Regions from separate parts of the Oryctolagus cuniculus genome. Here region 2 is linked to region 1. The links are chromatin contacts, called in public Hi-C maps. All regions are on one chromosome and are shown on one strand. Each heading gives the region's core, a stretch centred on a gene start, on an enhancer-like site or on the middle of the called end of the contact. The rest is flanking DNA. Distances are from core to core; before and after follow the strand shown. Region 1 overlaps TRMU (tRNA mitochondrial 2-thiouridylase). Region 2 holds the start of CELSR1 (cadherin EGF LAG seven-pass G-type receptor 1).

Region 1 (3,457 bases), core at 314-2,813:
TCGTGTGCCCACTGCTGAGCACTCAGAGTGGGGGAGGAGCCACACTTGAGACAAGACCTTGGGCACGACCGCTGCGCCTGTGGGCGGCCCTGGTCTCTGCAGAGCTCTATGGATGGGCTCGTGGGCCAAGTTAGGGGAACCTCGTGGTTTCTTTGTTCTCTCCCCCTCTATCTCACACACACACACGCCACCACTGTTTGTCTTAGTACCACCCCAAGTGGCTGGAACTCTGGGGAAGCCCGTTTGCCTGGTGGTGATGTGCCATGGAGTTAGCACGAGGTGGGATCCGAGAGAGAGAGCGGAGGCCCCCTCTTAATGGTGTGTGCAGCCCAGGCTCCTCCCACCCCAGCCTGTGAGTGCCTGAAGCAGACCCAGTACGTGCTGCAGAGGTCTCGACAGCTGCCGCGCACTCACAGGCGGGCCAGGGCCAGGGCACTACACGTGTCTCCTGCTGTGGAAACAAATGACGCTGCAGGGAGAGGCCATGCTTGAAATGCCCACTGAGAGTTTGCTGTGAAGTTAACCTGGCGCACAGAACCAGGAGGGTGCCAGGAGCTGACGGGCAGATTCCAGCCAGACAGCCCCAGTGTGGGCAGCGGGCAAGGAACGTGGGGGCCGACGTTTCCAGCAAGAAGTAAGAGGAACCTGGTGGGGATTTTAAAGCTTAATATATTCAAGCAAAGCACTGGATGGGTTCAAGGGCAGAGAGACTTGGCCTGCAGAAGACTGAGCACTGGAAACCATGGGCCGAGGAGCCAGGAGGAGCCAGGAGCCGAGCCCCGAAGGCCTGACGTGTGTCACTGAGCACCAGCCAGAGTCATGCAGCAAAAAAGCTCAGATAGTGGCTGCAAACTCGGTGACAGACATGAGTTCAGGCGTGTCAGGAAATGCTTAAGAGCGTCGCGTAGCAGAGCCCACAAAGGCCCACGGTGCCCCTCTGTGCTGCCCAGGGAGGGCGTGAGGAAGCAGAGACCAGCAAGGCAGAAGTACAAATTCAAAAAATCTTAATTTATTGTAGATTCTTTTCTCGTGGTGGTGTCATTCCAGTGTTCTGAACATTAATAAATACACGTTAAAAACCTCCAGTGTCTGCTTTCTCTTATAAAGTCTTTAGTCATAAAAACAGCCCAGGCTTTTCCTGTCGGTGGAACTGACCATTGTTTTTTTGATAACAGTGCCCATCAGATTAAGAACTGCTCGGAGGGCGAGATCCGCACACGGGGCTGGGGACTGCTCGGACCACGGGCACTCAGGTCTCAGGAGTCACCTGCGGAGACCTCCTCTGTGTTGGCAGCCACTCGCCCGGTAAGGCACATGGATGGCTTGGAGGGGGGTGGGGGGGTATTAAACTGTCTTCAGTGACGTGTAGCCGTCTCCAGTGTCTGGAAACCGCTTGTCCACCGCTTGGGCACTGACATGAAGAACAAAGGAAACGCTGAAATGAATGCAGGGTCTGAGTAATCCTGGGCCCTGTTCCACAGCCCCTCGGGCCACGCTGTGGACAGCGGCCCTCACTGTGAGTCTCCAGGAACAGTCTGGGAGGCGCTGAAAAGCACGGCTGTGCCTTTGTCCTCTGCATAATCGGGCATTTGAGGCACAACGATGTCATTGGTCAACTCGGGGGGTGGGGCCTCAGCTAGGAAACTGGCAGGAAAGAATGTGACACCCTGAAGCCCTCGTGCCTCCGTCTGCGTCGGGAACGCGTGAATGCTGTCTGATCCCTGGAGCAGGAGCCGGGAACAAAGGCGTCTCCCACCTGCAATGCTGCGCTCCTGGGAACGGCTCCAGGGAGGCCTCCACCCTGGACCTGGAGTGGGCCCGGCCATGGCGCCTGCACAGCGACAGCTGTGCTGCTGCTGTGTCCCTGGTGACAGCCGGGCTCCTGGGACTCCCTGTCTGGGAGAAGCACTGGCCCCAAAGCAGATGCCGTGCATCTGGGAGGCCAGCGGTCAGGGCACGGCTTCTGGCTCACTGGTGAAAGCTGGAGACGGCTGATGCCACCGACTACACCATGACCTGCTGGGAACCTGGCAGCAGCCACACCATGCCAGTTCATGCTCCACACTCCCGGTATCCACAGTCCGTACCAATGCAGAGTCCCATGCAAACAACAGTATATCTGCACCTTTTCAACGTTAACGGATTTGCTTTCAAACCAGAGTCTGGGCTTCTGGCCAAGGGCCGGTGCTGTGGGAAGAGGCCTGTGTCTTCAGGCTGTGCCTGGCGAGCTGGCAGGCTGGGCCAGTGGCAGGGCTCTGGCCGTGTGCTGTCCAAGGATGCCTCCCTCCCTTGGGGCCTCTGGCATTTGGCACTTGCCACAGGGTCTGATGGGCCCCAAGCCTCTGGAGGGACTCCAGACACGAAGCTGCCACTGCAGGACCCCCACGCCCAGGGCCTTCCCTCTTGGAGAGCAGCCCCTTGGGCTGCGCGGCAAGGGCAGGACGACGCGGTGGCCCGTGGGAAGGGACTGCCTCACCGGTTCCTGATGGTTCAAATTGAAGTTTCATTACTGCCTCTGTGCGTGGGAAGAAGCCACCAGGCAGGTGGAGGATCAGTGAGGACGGGGAGCTGAGGGGGCTAAGGTCTTTTGGGGCAGAGCCCATCGCTCGGGTGAGGGCAAACTTAGCTAGATGGCGGGGTGGGGGTGGGGGTGCTGCAGTGCTGACCCCGGGCCCACCGTGTGGAGCAAGTGGTATCCAGGAAAGCGAAGTCCATCTTCAGCTGACTCACGGGCCGTTCTAGGGGACCTGGCCCCAGCTCCAGGCTGCAGCTGGGCGCTCTGCCAGCCTCGGTTCCCTTAGCTCAAGATGGGCTAGCAGTGACCCCGGGCCCGCCTGCCACACACGGCCGTCGGCCCCAGGAGCTGGCTGCTCAGGGCAGTGTAGGCTCCGTCTGAACCCAGCTGCAGCCTGCTGGGCTGTGGGTGCTGTCTTGGGATGGGGGAGGGCCAGGTCCCTGCCTCCCTGGAGGCTGTGGCTACTTACTCAGAATCAGAGCCTTCAGCCTGGGCGCTCCCCACGCACACGGTCATGGCCACCCCATTGAGGTGCTCACGCCCTGGCTCCCTCCGCGGGGTCTTGATGGTGACGGCGCAGTCAGGGGCGCGGCTGCTGTCGGCAGAGCCCGGGGAGGACGTGCGTGAGGACTCGGGGCTCTGCTCGCAGTCGGCCAGCTTCTCCCGCAGCCGGCACTTGAGGGGCTGCTCGGGCAGTGGCGGGGGGTAGGTGACTTTGTTTTTTAAGATGCCTGAGAGGAGAGAGAGAGAGGCGCAGCAGTCTCAGCGGGGTGGCCCTCGCGCAGCTGAGCCAGCCAGGTCCCCCACAGGACCCATGCCCTGGGTCCCCAGGTACCTTTCCTCTGTTCTGGGGGCTGACTGCTAGGCAGGGAGGGCTTGGCTGGACCCCTGCTGTCCGGCTCCTCCTGGTGCAGCTCCACGCTGACCTTGGTCTCCACCCTC
Region 2 (3,457 bases), core at 411-2,910, 110 kb after region 1:
CAGCACCTCGTAGCCCACCTCGAGGTTCTCCCGCACGCGCTCGCGGTACTCGGCCTGCTCGAAGACCGGGCTGTGGTCGTTGGTGTCGCTGACCGTGACAGTGAGGTAGGTGGCGGCCGAGCGCCGTGGCGAGCCGTGGTCCACGGCGCTGACCTTGAGCACGTGGGTGTCCTGGGTCTCACGGTCCAGCGCGCGGGCGGTGGTCACAGCCCCCGTGGCCGAGTCAATGAGGAAGTAGGCGATGGAGCGCTCATCGAACAGAGCCTCCATCTGGTAGCTCAGGCGCCCGGCCTCGCCCTCGTCGGGGTCCTGAGCGCGCAGCTCAATCACGGCCGTGCCCGCCGGCTCGTTCTCCGGCACTGACACTTGGTAGCTGGGCAGCGGGAACTGCGGGCTCGCGCTGCCGCCCGCGCCCCGCCGGGCCCGTCGGGAGCCCCCGGTCCCGGCCCGGGCCAGGCTTGGCGACGCCGACGGCGCCCGCGCGGCCGCCTCCAAAGCCAGCTCCACCCGGACAGAGCCGGCCGCGCGCCGGAGGGCGCACAGCAGGAGCAGGCGGGCGGAGCCGCCGGGCGGCAGGCAGAGGCGGCGGCGCGGGCAAAGGGACCCGGGGTGCGGCGGGCAGCGGCAGGCGGGGAAGGTGGTCAGGGCCGCGAGTGCCCAGTGAAGCGTGGCCGCGCCGCCGTCGCCCGCGGCCGGGAAGCAGTGAGCCCCGCCGGGCCCGGCCCCCGAGAGCACGGCCTGAGCGCGCAGCTCTGCGCCCGGGGCCCGACGGCGCCTTAGCCGGGCGCGGCAGCCAGGGCCGAGGGCTCGCGCCCGCAGGCGCAAGTTCAGCACGGCCGGAGCGCCGCGGGCGGCCAGGCGGACCTGCAGCGGCAGCAGGCGCACTCCGAGGCGCGCGCAGCCGCGGGGTCCGGGGCCCGGCCGGCTCCGCCGCCCGACCAGCCGCCCGTCGCGGCTCACGTCCAGCATCTCCTGCAGCTCGCGGGGCGTGCGCGCGGCGTCCAGTGCGTAGGTCCAGCCGGGCCCGAGGGCAAAGGCGCGAGCCCCGCCGGGCACGCGCAGCTCCCAGGCGGCCGCTCGCAGCCCCATTGCCGGCAGGGCGGCGGCGGCGGCCAGGAGCACCAGCAAGGGCAGCACGGGCGGCGGGGACGGCGCCATGGCCGGGAGCCCGAGCCCGAGCCGGGCCCCCGAGCACAATCCATGCACCCGGCGCGCCTCCGCATCCACTCGGCGCGACCGGGGGGCGGCTCCCGCGCGCCCGGCGCCAGGCCCTCGGGGCGGCCCGCGCCCCGCCTCCCCGGGGGCCCTGGCGGGGACACCGGGGGCCGAGCGCCCGGCCTCCCCCGCAGCTTCCACTTCGAGAGCACTTTGCGAAAGTTTGCCAAGTTCGTTTCAAGATGGCTCCTCCGCGCGTCCCGGGAGTGCGCCGCGCATCAACCTGCAGCGGCGGCGGCGGCGGCTCCAGGCGGCTCCAGGTGGCTCCGGCGCGGGCTCGGCGGGGCGGGCGTGGGAAGCGGGCGGGAGCGGGGCGGGGCGGGGGCTGCGCTCCCCAAGCCGGCTGGGCCGCTCCGCGCAACGCGGACCCCCGTGGCCGGCTGCTGCCTGGGCGGTGCGACCGGCTTGCGCCCCCTCCACCCGCGCTCTCCCCGCCCCCGGCTCGGCACCGCCCCGCCCCCGGCCCAGCACTTCATTGTTCGGCCCCGGGGGGAGCCGGCCCGAGGTGCGCGCCGGGTTGATCGCTATGGAAACGCGGGGGCGCGGCCGGGGCGGAGGCTGGGGGCCGGGCCCGCTCCCCTGCGGCCTCCCTGGGTGGAGAGGGCCGCGCCAGGAAAGGCGGAGCTGGGGGACCCCCGGTGGCCGCTGCCAGCGGGGCTGCGGCTCCGCGTTCGTCGGGGACTCGGGCTCTGCCACAGCTTCGACCCCCGCCCCGCAGAACCGATCCGCAGAGACCGCCGACTCCCAGCTGCGCGCGCGCGGTGGCTCGGGGCGGGGGCCAGGGAGCCCCCGGTAAGAGGCCGGTGGCCGCGGGGGGCGATTTCGCTTTTACTGCCGAACGCGCCGAGGCTGAAAAGCCGCTTCGCTCCGACACGCGCGCTTCCCCGGACTTTGAAACCCAGCAGGCCGCCGCCTGCACTCGGTCCCGCTTGGATGAAAGCGGAACTTTTAAATGGAAAGGAAAAGCACCTGGCGGACGTTGGGACTTGGAGGGGGAGCGGCGGGAGCGCGGGGCCCGGGCTGCAGCTGCCACCGCCCCGTGCCCCGCGGAGAAGAGCGCGGGGCAGGGGGAGGGGAGGATAGAACCTTTGGGACAGCGAGGCCCGTCCCCCGGCTCCGGAAGAGCGCGGCCTGGGCAGGGGGCTTCCGGAGCGAGCTCGCTGTGCCCGTGGGAGCTGCCCAGTGCCTGGGAGCGAGAGCAGGGGGCGCTCCCGCTGGAAGAAGGCGCCTCCGTGGCGGGGAGAGGCTTTTTGACCAAGGAGGGTCGGTCCTAGCCCAGGGCAACGAATGGGGCCCGGGGCGCAGGAGTTTGGGGACCCACGTCATCCACCTGGCCCATCCTGCCCCAAGTCCCTGAGATGGGTGTCTTGTCTTCTGCCAGTGAGTGTGAGACCTGAAGTCAGCCTCACCTTGGGAACTTCCAGCCCTGGGGGTCCCCACTGGCAGCTCCTGTTGGCAGAAGTGGGTGGAGAGCGCAGGGAGGGGCCAGTCAGCGCCCTAAGGTAACGGGACCCCAGCAGGTGCTGGGAGCCTCCCTCCGCCCCTCCGCCCCTCCGCCCCTCCACCCCTCCACCCCTCTTGGGGCTTTGCCTGAGGAACTGGATCAGAGGGCGGAGTTGAGGGCTTGGAGGACACCCTGGTGAGGGCTCTGGAACCAGAGAGACCCCCCCCCCCCTTATTTGCTATAGAGCTTTAAATAGGGTGGGTTGGGCTTAAGTAAACAATGCAAATGCCGGGACTGGGCTCAGGTGTGGGCACGCTTTCCTGGAATAAGACACCTGTGGGCTGCGCGCAAACCACAGGTTTCCTGGTCCCGAGGGCGAGCGGGCGGAGCTCAAGGAAGGCTCACACAGCCGGTTAGCCAGGGGCCCAGAGACTGGAAGACGATTCCGTGCACATACGTGTCCCCGGAAGCCCAGCCCCAGCACCCCACTTAGTGCACGCAAGCGCTCCAAGGATGAGGAAACACGGGACGGGGTGTTCTCCGGGCTCACACACGGAGCTCGGCGTGCCTGCTTCCTGCGCTTCTCCCCACGCGTGCCCACAGCAGCAGAGAACAGGGGCGGAGCGGACAGCCTGCAGGGGCTCCAGCTGCACCCGCAAGCCACTGACCCAGGCCACCCCAAGCATTTGCAGAGAGTGGCTCGCAGAGGGGAAGGGGCACGGTTGGGGTTCCGGGAGAAGCCGTGGCATGTGGAGCAGCACCCCCCAAGGGCCATTGCCTGCTCTCCGGCTCCTGCAG

Evidence for each region. A called contact is a pair of places that touch in the nucleus more often than the background predicts.
Region 2: a contact with region 1 is called in a Hi-C map of an unstated tissue, with 5 times the contacts expected there. The contact joins the promoter of CELSR1 here to the enhancer-like site in region 1. A contact is called at or near these places in 2 of 6 Hi-C or Micro-C datasets (ear pinna and an unstated tissue).

Annotation. Positions count from the first base shown.
Region 1 is chr11:120,922,993-120,926,449 of mOryCun1.1, forward strand. It overlaps TRMU (tRNA mitochondrial 2-thiouridylase), which reads left to right. Exons shown (of 11, transcript XM_051828164.2): 11 at 1,176-1,359. The coding sequence ends at 1,190. CELSR1 (cadherin EGF LAG seven-pass G-type receptor 1) reads right to left here. Exons shown (of 35, transcript XM_051828136.2): 33 at 3,351-3,457; 34 at 2,985-3,246; 35 at 988-2,482. The coding sequence ends at 2,473. Among named protein-coding and RNA genes, the nearest start is that of TRMU, 19 kb to the left of the region's middle. Within about 2 kb of position 1,564, at least 1 of the 8 cell types and tissues checked has an H3K27ac peak or open chromatin away from gene starts, as enhancers often do.
Region 2 is chr11:121,036,378-121,039,834 of mOryCun1.1, forward strand. CELSR1 (cadherin EGF LAG seven-pass G-type receptor 1) reads right to left here and starts at 1,661. Exons shown (of 35, transcript XM_051828136.2): 1 at 1-1,661. The coding sequence starts at 1,158.